Linked DNA regions of Mus musculus: regions 1 and 3 are each linked to region 2. The links are chromatin contacts, called in public Hi-C and promoter capture Hi-C maps. All regions are on one chromosome and are shown on one strand. The core of a region is the stretch at or near the end of the contact, and the rest is flanking DNA. Distances in the headings are between cores, read along the strand shown. Region 1 holds the start of Ppp5c (protein phosphatase 5, catalytic subunit). Region 2 holds the start of Zfp128 (zinc finger protein 128). Region 3 holds the start of Selenow (selenoprotein W).

Region 1 (3,989 bases), core at 5-2,504, 4.1 Mb before region 2:
CCAGTTTTACAGTATTCCAGCAAGATGCCTCTGACTGCCATATGGAAGGTAAACTGGAGGAGGGAGGATGAACGCAAGCATCAGAGGAGGCTGAAGCTCTGATCCAGGCACAGGAAATGCAAGCAGCAACAGTGTCATTTAAAAGATCCCTTTGGGGCTGGGGTGTTGTGGCACACGCCTTTAATCCCAGCACTTGGGAGGCAGAGTTAGGCGAATTTCTGAGTTCAAGGCCAGCCTGGTCTACAGAGTGAGTTCCAGGACAGCCAGGGCTACACAGAGAAACCCTGTCTCGGAAGAAAAAAAAAAATCCCTTTGGTGTGGTTGTTTGTATTCGGAACAGCGTCTCAGGTATCCCAGGCTGGCCTTGAACCTGAAATTCTGATACTGTTGCCTCCACCTATCAAGCCTTCAAATTACTGAGGTGCACCTTTCAGCCTGATTTATATAGTGCTGGAATTGGAACTCAAGCCTGGAGCACTCTAGACAAGTACTCTACCAACTGAGCTACATCCATGACCCTTTAAAAGGTTTTTTCTAGGACTTGACATGATGATGCAAAGCTTTAATCCCAACACTTGGGAGGTACAGGCAGCTGGGTCTTTGAATTCAAGGCCAGCCTGGTTTATATAGCAAGTTCCAGGCTAGCCAGGGTTGCATAATTAAATCCTATCTCAAAATAAAAAAATAAAATAAATTAATAAGGATGCTGTTGGGCTCGGAACAAACATGGTACAATTGAGACTTGTCAAGACTTGAAGATCGGGATGCCTTGTTAATAATTCAAAAAGAGCCTTGATTTGCAACGTTCAAGTTTTATTTTGTTTGCTTGAGAAACTACCCATTTTCCAAAAGGGTTACTGAGGAGACAAGAGATAAACTTGTTCAAGGTCACACGAGTAATTGGCAGCACCCAGCTCCAGAGCAAACTCCGGGTTGGGCAGGGTGCTGGTTTGAAAGCAGCCCCACCCGCCGGAGGCAACGCAACCCAATCACCAACCCTAAAGGAAGCCGGGATCTCCAAGAAACTTTTGCAGCCTCGCAACTTTGGGAGTAGGCGCCCTCCCGGCCTGCCCCCATCCACAAGGCCCCTTCTCTCCTTTCTGATTGGCTACTTCTACAAGTACAAGTACGGTCTGGATACCCTCTGGTCACCTTGTCCTCCCGGCGCTCTGGGGGCGGGGGCGGGGGGGGGGGGAAGTTGGGGGGGACGCCGCGCAGGCGCGTCAGGAGTGCCTTTGGGGCCCGCGCTTTACGACACTTGTGCGGCAGCGGCGGCGGTCACTCGGCACTCCTTCGCGACGGTTCGGCCTGGTGCCGCGAGCGGCCGTTGCCAGGGTGGGGGTCGCTTTGCGGCATGGCGATGGCGGAGGGCGAGCGGACTGAGTGTGCTGAGACCCCCCGGGACGAACCCCCGGCCGATGGCACTCTGAAGCGGGCAGAGGAGCTCAAGACACAGGCCAACGACTACTTCAAAGGTGCGCCCGGCCCGGACGGGGTGAGGGAGGGTGGACAGCGGCCCAGGCTGTGGGGGTGCCAGGCCCGGCGGGGAACCATGGCAACGCGGAGCGGCAGCCTGGGCGCCGGGCAAGCACTACAGAGTAGCCAGGCGCGAGGAGGAGGCTCAGGCTGGACGACAGACTGGGGAGAGCTGCTGAGAAGTGGATACCAAGCAGAAGCCACTCACTGGGGAGACTGAGGCAGGCGCTGCTACACGATAGGGGAAAAGCAGGGGGCCGACATGTGAGTGCTACCAAATGTGAGACCTGGACAGAGGTGCTAAATGGTGGTCAGACCTGAAGAGGGCGCTACCAAATAGTGACATGTGTTTAGGGCAGTGATGGCGCTGCCGAGTGGGGAGGCCTGAGATGAGTATGACCGAGAAGAGAAGGCCCAATAGAGAAGGGAATTATGGGGATGGAGGTAGATAATTATATTGGAAGGCGATTTGGGGTGATCCAAGGAAACGAGTAGGGTGGAGAGGTGGAGCAGGAACGAATAGGGTGATCTTGGGCTAAGAGTGCCATGTGGGAGGACATGTCTCCGTTCATTCATTCTTTCAGTACACTTGTATTAAATAAGTGTCATGTGCTACACGGCCTGTGCTTGGCTCTGAGGCTGCAGCGATGAATGCAACACATGACTCGGATTTAAGCAGAACCAATCATTGCAAACTTGTGATGATCACTTTGGGTCAAGGTGACAACACAGGAAATACAGCTTAGAGTCTGCTTTCGATGGTGAGGTCGGGAGTGCCTGGAGAAAGAGGCTTTTTGAGGCGAATTGACAAGGAGTTTTACACGTGGGTCCTGACCACTGAGTTTGTGTGAAGACCCTGGGGTGGAGAGTGATTGAAAACAGACTGGCTTGGCTGGAGTTTGAGGAAACTGGGGGTACGAGGGGAAGACTGATACAAGAGAAGATTAAGATAAGGGGACAGAGCATGCAAAATCTGAATTCGTCACAAAGATGAGTTTTGGGTTTCCTTCGCTGTCCGAAAAGGGACATTGAGTGGGTAGATGGGACCAGTCTGGACTGGAGAAAATTTTGAGTGTAACCAGCCTATGGTTGGAGGTGCCCTGGGAATGGATGAAGTCACCAGAGAGTGGGATCTAGAGAGAACCTAGGATGGAGTTTTCATGTTTACAGCGGAAAAGGGGCTACTGAGGAGAAGTGACTGAGGTGGAAGAGAAACCAGGAAAGGTGCCACAGGCTAAGAAAACAAGGTTCTTCCGGAAAGAAAGCCACGTGCCTGATCACCTAGCCCCAGGCACTGTCCATCAGAGCTTTTGCTCCCAGAGGAACGCGGTGACGTTAACAGCAGTTGTAGATGATAAAGAGGCTGCCAGCCCAGAAGACCCTGGCTGGTGAAGGCAAGTGAGGAATTGGAGACCAACAGGCACAAGTGTCTCGGTTCTGAAAGGGAATGGAGAATTGGGGGCAGATGGCAAGAGGGAGTAGGTGGGGGTCCTAGGGATGCTTTTTCAGCTATGGCCCAAAAGAGAAACAGACCCAGCTGTAACAGATCTGGAGGAGGTGGGGGAAGGTGAGAAGGATTTAGAGTCCTTGGGGAAAGGTGCCCACCCCCCATGGGGATAAGCCCAGACATGGTGCTTGCCTGTCATCCCAGCTCTCTGGAGGTGGAGGTGGGAGGATTGTGAAGACCAAGGAGAGAGGTGAGGCCAGAGTTAGAGCCTTCGGGGGCTGAGTGGTTTTATAGGTGTCATCCTAACGGTGGCTTGGAGCTGTGGAGGGGTTTTAGGAGAGTGGTCCAGTTACTTTGGGTACTGGTCCTCCTTGCTGTTCAGAGACTGGATTCAAAGGCCAGGCTGGAGAGAGGAGACTGGAAGGGAAGACAGGTGAGGGGTGGAGCCTTTGACCAGGCTAGTGGGAGGAACTGAGGCTGGCTGCCCAGAGACGGGGAGGGGAGCAGGTGGCTAAGGTGAGTGGAGCCTGGCACTAGGGAGTGGGGCAGAAGTGGAGGTGGTTAGAAGGGTTAGGATGCAGCTACACATAGAAGGTGGGAGGGGACTTGAGCTGTCAGCAGAGGCCCTGGAGAGCTAAAGCTGGTCCAGATTCATGCCTTCTAAAGAACGGGGCTTAGGGCGGGGTGGGGCTGCTAGAAGGGAGGGAAGTTAATGAGTGTGAGAGATCCTATCAGGACGGTAAGCCTGGCTTGCAAGGTTTGGAAGGTTGGAGGCCACCAGCACCAGTTGACTAGGCCCAGCTATGTACTGGTTGGAAGAAGGCGCGGCCATCTTTCCTTGGGTCCTGAAAAGATCATCCAGAAACTGGGCTACTGCTGCAGAGGACAGGTAGGGGAAGGAGTTAGCCATCGGGAAGGACCCTTCACCCTCACCCCTGCCTCCCAGGTCCTGAGGTTTGGGCTCCCAGGAACTTAGGGCTGGGCAGGCAGCCAGAGGGGCCTGGCCTGGAGCTGACTTGAAGGAGCACCCTTCCTGATCCAGGCCTCCCGCTGCTGTGGGCAGGCA
Region 2 (3,612 bases), core at 539-3,038:
ATCATCTTCCTGCCTCAGTCACTCATGTTGCTGGATTATATGCATGCGTCACCACTCTTGGCTTACAATGTACATTGTCTTTTGCCACACATTTTGTAAATACTTGCTACAGCAACCACAAGAAACTAATGTACTAGACCTCTAGGGTCTCCTTATTTGGTCCTTGCTCCTGTGGAGGCTAGTCTCCAAAATGGCCCCTTAGTAACCCCCCCTCCCCTCCCCACCCCCGATCTGCATGCAACCATGCTGACTTCTATAACTGATAGGATACTGTGGAAATGACAGCATAAAGTCTGAGCTGAGGTCACAGGTGACAACACAGCTTCTACCTTGCCATCTTCTGGATCACACCACTCTATAGGAAACTTCACTTTACACAGTGAGACCTAAGTGCTTCATAGCAAGGCCTACAAGGAGAAACACTGAGTTCTCCTGCCAACAGCATGTGAATGAACTATCTTGACAGTGGGTCTTCTAGGCTCTGATAAGTCTCAAGTAATAACTGTTGGACTGTCATTTTGAATATAACTTTAAGAGCCTAGGGTAGATCCATAAACTAAGTCACTCTTGATTTCCTACCCCATCAGAAACCATGAAGTAGTGTTTATTTCAGGTCTCACTACGTTTTGTGTGTACTACCTGAAACACGACAACAGATTGATTAAACACACCTCTTTTCCCGCCCGTCTCATCGCTTACTCCTTGACAAACTGTCAGCCTCATGACGGTTACCTGAGACTTGACTGGGGCTGGCGAATCCACCTTCACTATGGCTCATTCATATAGCTGTTGATAGGCCTCAGTTCTCAGTTCTACACTCTGGTCACATTTCATGAAAAACTGAGATGACATGAATCTGATCATTTGCAATCTAAGACTATCATAAGCTTACTTTTCACACCAAATGTAATTAACGCAAATTTCCCCCAAGCAAACCAAATACCCACCTCCTGACCTCCAGAGCATAATTTCAAAGTTGCAGAACTTATGTATGAAATGGTCTTGGCTTCTGCTAGGTGAACTACGGTGAACAGAATAAGCAATTTGTCTACAAGTGCAGACTTTGATGATCAGGAGCTAGACAAACACTGATAGCCACACCTACCAGTTTTCCCAAGGCCCAGAAGGGCGTGACCCTTACTAGTTACTTCTGTTTTCCTAACTTGGTACCTCTGCCCCGTGAAGTTATGCCTTACTTGCAAAATAGGGGTCATGGTGCGGAGGTTCCCTTAAAAGTCGGTTGATTCTGCGCCTTAGGACATGTTTTGAGGACCGTACCCGCAATGTGGTTGCTCTGTAATGCTAGCCAGTCACCTGTCATCTCCGAGAACCGTCTTTCGGGATAAATGGGAGGGCGTTGGCCAGAGTGGGATCGAACCCCTGAGCAGAGCCTGTCAGTCCTCAGGGAAATGACCACCCTCCTCCCCTCCACCCCATGGCACGCAGACAGGAGGCTGAAGCATGCACACAGAGGGAACTAGATTTGGACCCAGGCTCGGAGGCTGAGCCACAGCGCTTGTTTCTCTTGTGGAAAAAGCGCCGCGGGTTACAGGTCACTCTGTCGGGGACAGCAGGACTCGGAGTCCAATCTGTCCTTTTTGTTACCTGAAGTTGTGTTGCTTGCGGCCGCGAGGCCATTGCCACTGTTGCTGCTTTGTCCTGGTGGTCCATTCCAGGCCAACAGGTTAGCCACAGACGTCCAAGGACACCCTAATTTTAAACTCAGCCCCGTCCTGGGGACCACCCGACTGGCCTCCCGCTGGACAATGGCGGCAGCGCCAGGGACACTGAGACTACAATTCCCAGAAGGCCACGCGCCGAGACGCAGCACTTAACCAATGGAAGCTAGCGCCAGCCCAACGTTGACCAATCGGGGAAGGCCTGGCCTCTGGTCTAAGGGAGTGCAACCACTCACAGGTCTTGTTTAAGGATCAGGTCTGGGTACCAGCAGAGGTCAGCTTACATTCCGTTACCTGCGGGTGCGGGCATCACTTGGGCTTCGAGTTGCCTGGAAAATAATCCTCCCGCCCTGACGGCTGAGTTCAGGGCATATATGCATCTGCACCGTGAGTTGGGCGCGCAGCGGCAAGGTCTTGGTGTTAGAATTGGTCAATCTGACCTGCTGCTGGAATTTTTTGTTTTGTTGGTTTTTTTGTTTTGTTTTGTTTTTTGGTTTTTTGGTTTTTCGAGACAGGGTTTCTTCTCTGTATAGCCCTGGCTGTCCTGGAACTCACTTTGTAGACCAGACTGGCCTCGAACTCAGAAATCTGCCTGCCTCTGCCTCCTGAGTGCTGGGATTAAAGGCGTGCACCACCACACCCGGCTGCCCGGCAGGCAGATTTCTGATTCCTGCCCAGTCTGGTGTACAGAGTGAGTTCCAGGACAGCCAGGGCTACAAAACCCTGCCTTGAAAAGGGAAAGAAAGAAGGAAAGAGAGAAAGAGGAAAAGAGAGAAAGGAAGGAAAGAAGGAAGGAAAGAAGGAAGGAAACAATGGGCTTTTGCTAGTTTTCACTAGGTTGATGATGTAATAGAAAAAGACCAAAAATACACTATACCCTTAAAGAGACAGAGACTATCAGGTGTAGAACAGCAGGCTCTGCCCTTCCTCCACTATCCCCACTCCCCAGTACTGGATATTGAACCTAGGTCTTTATGCAAGAGTGGTAAGTGCTCTAATACAGAGCTGCAGTCCAGCAAACAGCAGGTCCTTTTATTCTCATCCTCCCTTCTCTGTCTCTCCCTCCTTTCAGCCTAGTAGTTTCCTTTGTTCTCTCCTGGCATCTTCCTCACCAGTCTGACAATGACAGTAGTGTCATAACTGGTGCTCTGGGTCTGGGCTGGGCATTTCTAGGTTCTTGGCCTCTTTTCCAAAGAATTGAATTTAAGAGCTTACAGAAAAAAAGTAAGATAATGTTATTTGAGTAAAAGTGAAATTACATATTATGTAGGTATGCTATTAAAGATTGACAATGAGTTATGGGAGTGAAGATTCTCAGTGTCCAGATTATTGCTCAGGGCTTCCTTTTATAGGGTTCAGGAGAAGGGGGTGCTGATTACTAGATATGTAGTTTGGGTGGTTCTCTACTCTGATTGATAGAGTAAGTCATATATTCGTTTTCTCTACTGTGCATGTCCTTTTTATAATGCATCTGATTTTAAACATAAGTGTGCCCTTATGTATCAGCATAAGGTAAATAGGAGGGTCTCCCTAAAAGTAACAGAGGGCACAGTTTTCCTTTCTTGTGTATGCATCTGAAACTAGGTCAGGCCAGATCAGCTTTTCCATTCTTCATACACAGACAATGCTGAGAATATACTTGAATGGAAACTGTCTAATTTGAACATTGCCAAGGACGGGAAAACTTATACTACTGTTCAGAGATGGAAGTATGGGTAGCCTGATATAGCTAGAAGTTCTGAGGTTACTAGAGGCATTGTTTGGAGAGGTGTGTGTGTGTGTGTATAGTATGTGACACTGAAGGCTCCCAAGTGTGTTACTGCAAGAGGACTGTGTCTTCATAATCTCAAATCAAATAGGGGATGGGGGTCTTAGTGTACTAAACTATCTCCTATGCTCACCTGCCTCAGTTTCAAGCAGTGCAGTGGGTTTG
Region 3 (4,095 bases), core at 497-2,996, 3.0 Mb before region 2:
TGGGAGAAAGGGTCAGAGGGGCCATCCATGCTAAGGTTTGGGATTTTGTTCCAAGGGTGTTGGGAACCACAGGAAAACTCGGGACTGTGGAACATTTATTCTTGACCCTTGACTCAGTCTCTGTTCCTGGTTCTTCCAGACTGACTCTTTATTCCTTTTCAGACTGTGGTCACAGGTCCTCCGTCTCGAGACAGAGAGGCTGCGACACTGAATTTAGCCTGTTGGAGATGCCCAACGAGGACACAGAAGGTTCCTGGTTATCTTCACTGAGTTCTCCCCACCACACACAGCAGATTCTGGCTCTCATTCTTTCCAGGAGTCCAAGTGCATGAACAAGCATCCTTTTAGGGAAATACAGTTTTCTTACTGCTTTTAGGCCTCTGAATCCTCAGTTGCCAACGCACTCCTATGAAGTCAAATGGGGAGTGAATGATTCAAATTTCATTTTTCTGTGGGTAGAATCACAGCCCATCATCTGTGTGCAGGGTAGGGTACTGATGGGGAACCAGAGGGCTAGGTGGGAAAATTTCCTTATTTGGTCCCTAGTTAACCATTGGCGGGGATAGCCGGTTGAAGTCAATTAAAGAAGTCAGGTGACAGATAAACATCTCTGCTGGTGAGCCATCCTTGGTGGTGGTGGTGGTGGTGGTGGGAAAGTAGAGAGAGGGGAGGGAGGGGGTGGGCATGCCATTGCCGTTTGTTCATAGGGTGTGGAGGATAAGAAACTAGAGAGCAAAAAAATTCTGTGGGAATGACTATCTCCTGTTATCTGTCCAGCTTTCAAGGAGGAGAAAGTGAGGCTCAGGAATCCTAAACTCAAATATTTTGTCCACTTTTACCTTTTTCTCCCCCTTGAGACGGTCTCTCATGTCTGTCCTGGAACGCTCTACGTAGGCTAGACTGGCTTCGAACCCACAGAGATTTCTTGACTGCTGGCATTAAAGGCAACGCCTGGATTTTTTGTTTCGAGACAACTGCTCATGTAGCCCAGACTAGCGTCAAACTCCCTGTGTAGCAAGGATAACCTTGAACTCAGTCCTTCAGTTTCTTCTTCCCAAATGCTGGGATTACAGGCTTGTACCACAGCCCCCAGATAACAGTGTGCTAGGGACCCAAACTAGGGCTTTATACATGGTAGGCAAGTTCTCTACCAACTGCGCTACAGTCCAAGCCCCATTCCAGGACTTTCTATATATCCTTCTGCTGGAAGGCAGCTGGAAGGGAGCGGGAAGGCGCAAAAAGAGGGGTTGCATGGTTTTGGGGGTGCGCAGGGGGTCTGTCGGTGGTGAGACAGCTGGACCTAAAGCGCACACTGGGACTCCTAGTTTCAGTTTTCCAGACCTAAGGTTCATTTAGTCTGGTCCAGTTAGCGCTGGGGAGGAGGGATCCATCCCAATTGCCTGTCTCCCAATGCGTCGATTTCCCTGCCCTGCCCCTCTCAGCCACTCTGTAACTGAACTTCAGTCTCAACCAATTCTCTGCCTCGAGCCACCGCCCTGAGGACTGAACCATTATGGCATAGAGAAGGGACGGCGAGGGGCTCTCAGGTTACTGGTCCCAGAGACGCTGTCTATGGAGACAACCCCAGATATCAAGAGAACCCCAGATATCAAGATATCATGGAGTCTTGCGTTGAGGTTCGCGCCCCTGGCCACAGACCCCGCCGTGCTCCGGAACCTCGGTCCTCCCGTAGCTCTGCCCACTCTCCACCCCCGCACTTGGTTTGCTCTGACTCGTGAGGCAGTCGGCTGTGCGCACGGCCCCACGCTCAGAGCTTGAGGTCCTTGTTGCTTGTGGGTCGGGTCCTCGTGTTGTGCGGGGATGCGACGTGCAGCTATGGCGCTCGCCGTTCGAGTCGTGTATTGGTAAGTCCGGGTGACTGCAGTTCCCCCTTTTCCTGCTCCCGGCTCGTTGTGCCCTTTCTCTGCTCCCCAACCTTTGTGCCAGGAGACCCTCTCCCACCCTTTTCTTTGCCCCTCCCCCTATCTACCAGGGTCTGGTAACCGAGTACGATGACTGTATTTCAGACCCAAAGGGAGGGATTTCCAAGCGGGTGGGATGGAGGTAACAGAGACTTGAGCCCGATCCCTGGCATCTGACATCTGAGTGACATCTCACCAGTGAAAATGGAAACTGATACTTGGGGCCACTTTGAACACGTGACTCAGCGCTGAGGGGAGGGGAAGGGTAGCATCGGGTTTCTCTGGGGACCTTTCCTTCCCGACAGGCTGTTTCCCTTCCCCCTCACTGAGCGGCATGAGTTAGAGAATACAAGGTGTGGTGTAGTTGGGGGTTTACTCATAAGCGCTGTTGGGAGGTCTGGGGATGTCCCGTACCTGGATTGTAGTGTGAGTTAACAGTGGTCGCACCTCCCAGTGTGTACATGAAAAGGGCGAACTGAGTCACGGAGTGGTGGTGTTGATGCACACTTTTAATCCCAGCATTCGGAAGTAGAGGCAGGTAGATAGTTCCAGGCCAGCTAAGCTGCTTGTTAGAGGCAACCGGGGTGATGTAGTAAGACCCTGTGCCCCGAAAAGAAAAAGTAATATAGGATAGATTGTAGGGTGAGGGTGTAGCTCAGTGGTAGAGTGTTTGCATGAGATGCACCAGATCCTGGGTTCGGTTCCCAGCAATACAAATAACAAAACAAAAAACTCTTACTGGTTTCTGATCAGTGAGTGCCGGTGCTGTTAACCCCAGTTCTTTTCTGGCCTCAGTTTCCCCTTCTGTAGTGTGAAGGAGGTGATGATGTTGGTTAGTTACCTGCCAGCGCTATTAATTGTGCCCCTGCTAGAGGCAGGCGTAGAAAGACCAGCCATTTTCTCTTGATGACTTTTTCCTCCATCTGCATCTGATAATCAGCTGGCTTGCAGTAAGTGATTGAAAAGTGCTTGCTGAATGGATTCTGCACCCCTGAAGTCCATTGAGGGGCTCTCCAGCCATTCTGTCTCCATCTTACAGGGGAGGAAACTGAGGCTGGAAATGAGGCAGGGCCAGCCTGAGGTCCTACTACCGATAACCCTGTAACTTGAATCTGGGGTCCGTGGTCCACCTAGCTGGGTGTGGCCTCCTCCCTCCCAACCCCCTTGAGGGGTCTGATCAGGCCCTAGTTATCAGGATGTCTTTCAACAGCCTGCTTTGATAAATTGAGGCTCCCATGAGGCCACTGCACCAGATTCCAGGCCCAAAATGGCCTGAGGTAGGGGACATGGGGTTGGGGAGCTTATGTTTTGTACTGGGTGCTGGAGAGAGCTTGGATTCCTGAGTGACAGCCAGGCGGGGGAGGGAGTGGGTGGGTGAGATTCTACTGAGGCAGCATTTGTCCTAATTTACTTCCCTGCTTCCCTCCCCATTGGCATCTCTATGTGGAACCTGTGATCTCTTTGCCATCCCGCCTCTCCATCTTGGCTCTTTTGTTTGGGGTGGGCTTTCTATGTATCTTCGCACTGTCGCACACATCTCTCTGTGTGATGAGCACATCTTCCCCTCTTTTGAGGGTCTTTGTTACCTCTGCGTTCTCATCTGGATCTCTGTCTCTCTTTACCTTCATCGCACTGCTATTGCCTGCCTCCCTTGGGTACCTGTCCTGCCTTGGATCCATGCTGTCTTGGTGGGCTGCGACAACCCTGGATTCACCTGACAGTGGAGCTTGAGGCTATAAGCCCAAGGTGAGTGAAGTAGGTCAGGGTGGGTAGGGTAGGGGGGTTTGCTGGGCCTGGCTGTGATAACCCCACCCCCACCCTGTACCCTGTCTCCAGTACCTCCAGCTCAAGGAGAAGCTAGAACATGAGTTCCCCGGATGCCTGGACATTGTGAGTCTTAGAATGGGCATAGGATCATGACGTGCCTTGTTTGTCCCTTGGGACTGGGAGGCAGTGGGAATGGGTTAGGCCAATCCTCTCTATCCTTTTGCCCTATGTTCTTCACTCCCTGGGATGTGATGGAGAAAGTATCCCAGAGAGGTCATCTTAGCCCCGTCTTAATGCCTTATTTTCTCAGTGTGGCGAGGGGACTCCCCAGGTCACCGGGTTCTTTGAAGTGACAGTAGCCGGGAAGTTGGTCCACTCCAAGAAGGTAAATCCGAGTCCTGCCTCG

Evidence for each region. Promoter capture Hi-C pulls out the DNA fragments that hold promoters and counts their contacts. A called contact is a pair of places that touch in the nucleus more often than the background predicts.
Region 1: a Hi-C map of B cells shows a contact between it and region 2, with 5 read pairs. The contact joins the promoter of Ppp5c here to the promoter of Zfp128 in region 2. A contact is called at or near these places in 1 of 39 promoter capture datasets (cranial neural crest) and 1 of 484 Hi-C or Micro-C datasets (B cells).
Region 3: a promoter capture Hi-C map of pre-B cells shows a contact between it and region 2. The contact joins the promoter of Selenow here to the promoter of Zfp128 in region 2. A contact is called at or near these places in 4 of 39 promoter capture datasets (cranial neural crest, frontonasal cranial neural crest, pre-B cells and 1 more).

Annotation. Positions count from the first base shown.
Region 1 is chr7:17,025,179-17,029,167 of GRCm38.p6, reverse strand. It overlaps Ppp5c (protein phosphatase 5, catalytic subunit), which reads left to right and starts at 1,254. Exons shown (of 13, transcript NM_011155.2): 1 at 1,254-1,475. The coding sequence starts at 1,355.
Region 2 is chr7:12,879,354-12,882,965 of GRCm38.p6, reverse strand. It overlaps Zfp128 (zinc finger protein 128), which reads right to left and starts at 1,788. Exons shown (of 4, transcript NM_153802.4): 1 at 1,606-1,788. The coding sequence starts at 1,671.
Region 3 is chr7:15,920,022-15,924,116 of GRCm38.p6, reverse strand. Selenow (selenoprotein W) reads left to right here and starts at 1,746. Exons shown (of 6, transcript NM_009156.2): 1 at 1,746-1,865; 2 at 3,644-3,668; 3 at 3,759-3,812; 4 at 4,000-4,074. The coding sequence starts at 1,837.